Linked DNA regions of Gossypium hirsutum: region 2 is linked to region 1. A link is a contact called in public Hi-C data. All regions are on one chromosome and are shown on one strand. The core of a region is the stretch at or near the end of the contact, and the rest is flanking DNA. Distances in the headings are between cores, read along the strand shown. Region 1 holds the start of LOC107916766 (squalene monooxygenase SE1). Region 2 holds the start of LOC107917916 (CSC1-like protein At1g10090).

Region 1 (3,232 bases), core at 404-2,903:
TTCCCCAACAATACGGTCAGGTTCACTCAAGTCTCTTTCAATCACTTGCACTCGACGTCCATCCTGCATATTGTACCACATAATCAATTTACTGCTGAAATAACTTTGGTTTAAATAATTATTTGGCCTTTATATTATATACTAGCACTGTGATTAATATTCTTCCTCCTTCATTCACTTAGCTAGGATATAATCTACAAAAAGAGGACATCAGAACAAAAAAGGGGCATAGAGAATGCAGAGTTAAATTTTTTTTCCTGCAATAACCGTGTTTGAGACTATTCAAACATGGATATAAGGATATAACCAAGGGTTCTCTAAACACATAAAAAATTTAGAAAAAAATTTGAACAAACTCTTATCGAGCACATATTCGTATCTGATGATTGCACCCGAGTTCAAGTAACAGAAATTAATCAACATCCGATCTAGTATGGGGGAAGAATTTGGAACACACAAAGAAACATAAAGTATTAGTTATCAAAGCAACAAAAAGTCTCTACTTGTCCTAGGCAGTCCGTGACAGCTCGTATACAGGATGTTTTAAATTGGCAGTAACTAATTATGAAGAAATTGACGTCTGAAAAATTGCTAATAGCAAGAGACGGTTCATTTTCTTCAAGTTCATTTAGGTATAAGCTTCCAATTATAATTGCTAAAAGGTAAAAAAAGGGAAGCAGTCAATGATACGAACCGTTATTAAAATGCAAAAAATGGTAGATATCGATTTATAATGATAATGCTCATAAATTAATCCCAGAATCCATGGCAGCTAACAGGCACGTCCTGGGGCAGGTGCGGCCACCAAGGCTCAAAACTGAAAAGGGTAAAATACTATTTTCTAATTTTTAAGGAGTATAAAAAAGGTCTTTTTAATTTTTAAGGGCCCAAAAAATTTGTTTAGGGAGCTAAAATTTTTTTCCCCACGGGCGTGGCAGCTAAACTCTTTTTATTTTTTATTTTTTTAATATTACTGATGCACATTGAGAAGCCACAACACATTCGAAAAGAAAAGAAAATACATAAAGAATTGTTTAAAGAAAAATAAATAAAAGGAAAAGAAAAAGATGCATGTCGTTTTAAACAGCAGAAGATCCGAGAAAGTGCGGGCACGACATAAAGGATAGGGGGGACTTTAAACTTGTTCAAAAACGAAAGAAATAAAAGAAGTAGCGAAACAAAGAAATGTTTTGCTTGTTCCCTGATTGGTTACTAAGAAAATGCAAAGAAAAAGAAAGAAATACTTTGCCGAGAGTGTGAGCGAGGGCGGAACCAGCAACGCCAGCTCCAACGATGATGACATCAGCGTGGCTGGCGTCAGCAGATCCGCATTCTCCGTTACTCGTTAGGACGGTCTTCAGGGGCTCAGTTCTCATGGAAATCCCCTTCCATTTCTGCCTTCTCAAAACGACACCGCATAGCGCAACCAGCGCCATCACGGAACACAAGATCCATCCCAGCACGTATGAATCAGCCATTACTCCGTCGCCAAAAAACTAAACCAGAAAGAAAGAAAGCTAAGCGTATACAAGGACGTCAAAAATCTCTCTGTTTGTTTTTATGGAGTTTAGAATTCGATGGCTGCAACGGCTGTACTTGGCTTCGCTGGCAGTCGTGAATTTGTTTTAGAAACACGAGCGAATAGTAAGTAATACAGGAAGGGAGAAACGGTGGGCCTTTTTATACTCCACCCACAGTTTACACACTCACACCTCTCACCACCTACCTCTTAGGTTAAATTCTGCCCGAAGTCCCTATACTTTTAATTTTCAAAATTCAGTCCTAATTATTAAACTTTTAAATTTAGATTCATTACAATAATATTTTTTAGTTATATAGTTACCAAGTGCTTTTAATTTTTAATTTCGAAATAGCATATTAACAAATTTAACCAAAAATAAAAATAACAATGTTAATAGTTGAACTTAAATTTTAAAATTTAACAAATAAAAGATTAAATTTATAAAAATAGAAATATAAAAACTAAATTATAAATTTTTAAATAATATGAAGATTTATGGCGTATCTTAACCTACCTTTTTGGTATTATTCTTCCTAACTTGCCGCTCCAATGAAATCGGAATTAAATTATCTAACATCAACTTCAATCGCTTAAATTTTTGTTTTTCAATTGGTTAAAGTTTATTATTAGTAATTGTATTTTATAAAAGTTGTAGTTTTTTTTTAATCTATTTTAGTATCTGTAATTTTTAAAATGGTCAGTTTTAGTCTTTGTACTTAGTCCTGACTCAAATAGTAACAGTTAAATTTATTTTGTTAAATTCAATTATTAATCATATACTATTTATACAATTATAGATTTAGTCTAATTTCTCTTATTAAATCATTCTAAGTCACCATACTTTCAAATTTTAAAATGTTAGTCTTAATGGAAATGACAATTATTAATTCATTAACTAAATTTTTTTGTAAATGATATGTGAAAATAATTAGTTAACATATTATTGCACATATGATAATATATTTCACACATCAAATTTTAAAAATAATATAACTTTATTTAAATTAAATAATTATTATTTGACAAGAACCGAAATTTTAAAATTTAGAAAGTAGAAAGAATAAAAATATCAAATCCTTCACTTCTATTCATGAGTATATAATAATATAATATTTATTATGTGACTTTAGAGTTACCCACCATCTACGTTTTCAAAAGTATAGGAGGGCGAGCTACACATTTACTTGACTTTTTAGACTTCACCATATCCTTCCGAGGGATTTTTTAAAAAATGACCTGTAAAATGTTATTATTTACGAAAATTATTTAATTTCAAAATGTATAATGAAAGTGACTTGAAATAAATAGTATTGAATAGTATTGGGTAGTATTGGCATCTCCACTACTGACATTAATTGTCCATCGTTATGTAATCATTATTTTGTGATTGAGTCAGGGATAAAAAAATTAATTTTTTTGGTGTTGGCACTACTATAGCCAACATCTATATATATTTTTGAGTATTTTTTAAAAAATTGAGTATTTTCCGGTTCAAAAAAATATTTTTAATAAGACTAGGAGTGTAGGTGTCAACACCAAAAACAATTTCAAACTTTTTTTAGCAATTTTTTTGTGCCAACGTTCACGTTGCGGGCACCGGTTCATATTTAAAAAGAAAAGATTTATCAGTGATGATGTTGGCGTTTTCGTTACTGGCACTAGTGTGATTTTTGAAAAAAAAATTGACGGCATACTCTAATTGCCGGAACC
Region 2 (3,232 bases), core at 348-2,847, 230 kb before region 1:
AATGGGTTCAATTAACATACCATTTTGATCCTTCCTTTACATTTCCAATAGTAAATACTTCCAGTGATTCTGAATGGATTTGCTTGTGCTGCATTTCTTGTCCATAATAATTTACTGGAAGCAATAGAAAAACACAAATCGCAGCAGCAATGATGAATACCCGAATACTGTAAAGAACAGGAGGAAAATTGCAGTGCAGTTAGTAAACCAGCAGAAGAAAAAATAGACACTGACCATCCATAATTGAATTATGAAAGCATTTTAAAAGATGTTTGGATATAATTGCAAGCATAAACTTTTGGAGAAACTTGTAGCAAAATTTTCCCTCAGAAAATTGGAAGAAATCAAAATTTTCCATCTGGAGAAACTTAATCACCTGAAAACAACTATTCTCAAGAAAACTAGAGCATCCACACCACCAGCAGCCAATATTTCTTCATTGGTCGCTTGCCAGGCCCTCACGATCCAACTAGCAGAGGGAACAAGTCTCTCAAAGTGAAAAGGATCACTATGCTTTATTGGTTCTGAAATAAGCCTCCGCATGAAATACACACTAACATTGCTCGGTTGTTTCCTCAGTATGGAATACAAAGACAAAAGCACAACACATATAGCTATATTGATTCCGGCAGAAGTTAAAAGAGCTCCAATGTCCATCTCAGTTCCCTCTAACCTTTTATTCAAGCTTAAGAAATTCAATAACTAAAGCACTGAACCGAGAAAGGACATGTCAATATTACTTCCAATTTGCTCAAAACAGAGTTCTTTTGATGACTACTAATGCAGAAAGTAGTTTGGCTCAATCTGACACAGAATCAAGTGCTGCAAAATGGATCTGGGAATTTTCATAGTTCAGAAACCAAAATTTAAAACCATTCTCATAGATCAAATCTCAAAAATAAAAAATAGAAAATACTTCAATAAAATTTCAAGTAAGAAAAACAATGCTTAAACTAAACGCAGACGAAAAACATCATCAAACTTTAAAAAATTAAAAAACCCCTAAATAAAAGTTGTTTTTAACTCTAATTTCCTTTCTAATAGAGCTACCGAAAATTTTAAACTATCTTTTTCCTACCTGACTAAATTTCCAAACCATTTCTTCTTCTTTTTCCTTTCGATGAATCTCTATAGTTCCAAGACAAAAGATTATACAAAAACTCAAGTAAAATAAAATAAAATAAAAATTGCTCCTAACAATTAGTTCAAGAAGGAAACTCAAACGAAATTAAATCAATTTAGTTAAACAACCTAGGAAAAAAATAAAGATTAAATAAACTGAAAGTACCTGGGAAAATATCAGAGGCCAAAAAAAGCGTAAGAACTTTGAAAAGGTTCCCAACGCAAAGAGATTCTGAAGCAAAATGGTTGGCTTAAAAAAGTAGGGAACTAAATACATAAGAAAATTGTGAGTTATCACTTGTACGCCAAATGCTATGCTTTTCCTTCATCTTCAAATAAAAACAAAAATAAAATTCGACCAATTTGCTGACAGAGAAAGAAATAAAGAGCCTTAATTCGGAAATAATTTTTTATAAAAGATTGTATTATCTTCAAGGAATTTCATTTATTGAAAAAAAAAATTAGTTCATACACACGCAAAAAAAGAGTTTATAGTTTTTCTATTAGGGAAGAAGATTCCAGCGAATGCCACGTGTAAAGAGTCATTTTATTAGTAATAATTATATTATTTAATAAAAATAATGACAAACATGTAAAAAAGAGCAATGATTTTCTTACCACGACAACGACGGAAGCGCCACGTGGCCAACAATAAGGTAACGGTACAAAAATGTGGGATCCTACTTACTCCATGTACAACCGCCATATCTGCTACAGTTTTTTCTAGTTGGCTGGCTTCACGCCAGTTTGTGGATTTTATTATCGTGCTTCCCGACGTATTTTATTTGAAGTGGAGTTGCGGTCGGTGACCAATGACAATCGTTGATTTTTTCACAAGTTCAAAAGTTTTAAGAGTTTAATGAAATTTCTTTTAAAAAAATTGGGGTTTTATGAGATTAATTTAAATTTTCAAATATTTTAAGTTATTTTAATTATTTTTTTCAAATTTAAAAGGTATAATAAGAATTTTTAAAAATTTGAAGAGTTTAATTCAAATTTTTTAAAAACTTCAAGAGAAAAATAAATTTTTACAAAAAAGTTGAACACTTAATTAAAATTTTCTAAAAATTTCAATGAAAAATCATAATTTTTCAATTTCTTTTTGGGGAGGCCCCCTTAAACCCTTTAAACAGCCAGCCTATGTATCTATACTTGTTGTCTATAATTGTAGTTGTATTAAACTCTTTATTAACTTAGTATAACGAGTTAATTAGAAATTAATTTAATTAAAAATTTATTAAAATGTCTTTAATATAATAAAAAATATTAATACAAAGAATCAATTCAATTGAAAATTTGTTAAAATAATTTTTTGTATACAAATTATTAATTATTAATATGAACGTGTTCGTCTTTTTATTTTGGGTAAACTACACAATAATCACTCAATTATAAAAAAAATTAATTTTAGCCCCCCAAAAAGAATTTGCAATTTAATCATTCATGTTATATAATTTAGTCATGTTGGTCACTCCCATTAAAATCACAAACAACAAGTTGATGTGATTTATAAAAAAATTAGTATAATAATAAATTTAGCCCTCAACTTTTATATATTATATCGATTTACTCATAATTTTGAGGTTAATTTTTTAAAATTATGATTAAATCGATATAATATGTAAAAGTTGAAGGAAAAATTTGTTATTATATTGAATCTTTTAACTGCTACATTAGCTTGCCGTTTTGTAATTTTAACGAGAGTGATTGAACTATATAACGTGGGTGCTCAAATTATAAACTTTTTTATTTTGGGTGTCTAAAATGAAATTGTATGTAATTTATTTTTTTAAAATAAAATCATATTATGGTGAGTTCACATGCAAAGTTTGAAAGCATAATTTGATATTTATTTCAAAATTTAAAATAATTATATTTGTACGAGTTTTCCGGATCTGTTTTAATAGAAACTCAATTATGCCGAACTTGTCTATACGAGTGGGTGTTTGTGAGGGTATAGTGTTGGAGTTGGTAAATTTTGATTAGTTAAGAAAAGGAATTACGTTCCAATATATATGGTAGGTAAATGCAAGTATAGAATAAAACCGCCTAACTTTAAATGATGGAGAAGGCCCACCTTCAATACACGGAACTTCCCCCACTCAAGATG

What was found. Hi-C and Micro-C count contacts between places; a contact is called where the count stands out from the background.
Region 2: a Hi-C map of leaf shows a contact between it and region 1, with 2.4 times the contacts expected there. The contact joins the promoter of LOC107917916 here to the promoter of LOC107916766 in region 1. A contact is called at or near these places in 13 of 34 Hi-C or Micro-C datasets (callus, fibers, hypocotyl and 3 more).

What each region holds. Positions count from the first base shown.
Region 1 is chrA01:32,823,783-32,827,014 of Gossypium_hirsutum_v2.1, reverse strand. It overlaps LOC107916766 (squalene monooxygenase SE1), which reads right to left and starts at 1,653. Exons shown (of 8, transcript XM_016846135.2): 1 at 1,245-1,653; 2 at 1-63. The coding sequence starts at 1,478.
Region 2 is chrA01:33,052,943-33,056,174 of Gossypium_hirsutum_v2.1, reverse strand. LOC107917916 (CSC1-like protein At1g10090) reads right to left here and starts at 1,597. Exons shown (of 13, transcript XM_016847332.2): 1 at 1,289-1,597; 2 at 377-835; 3 at 21-167. The coding sequence starts at 657.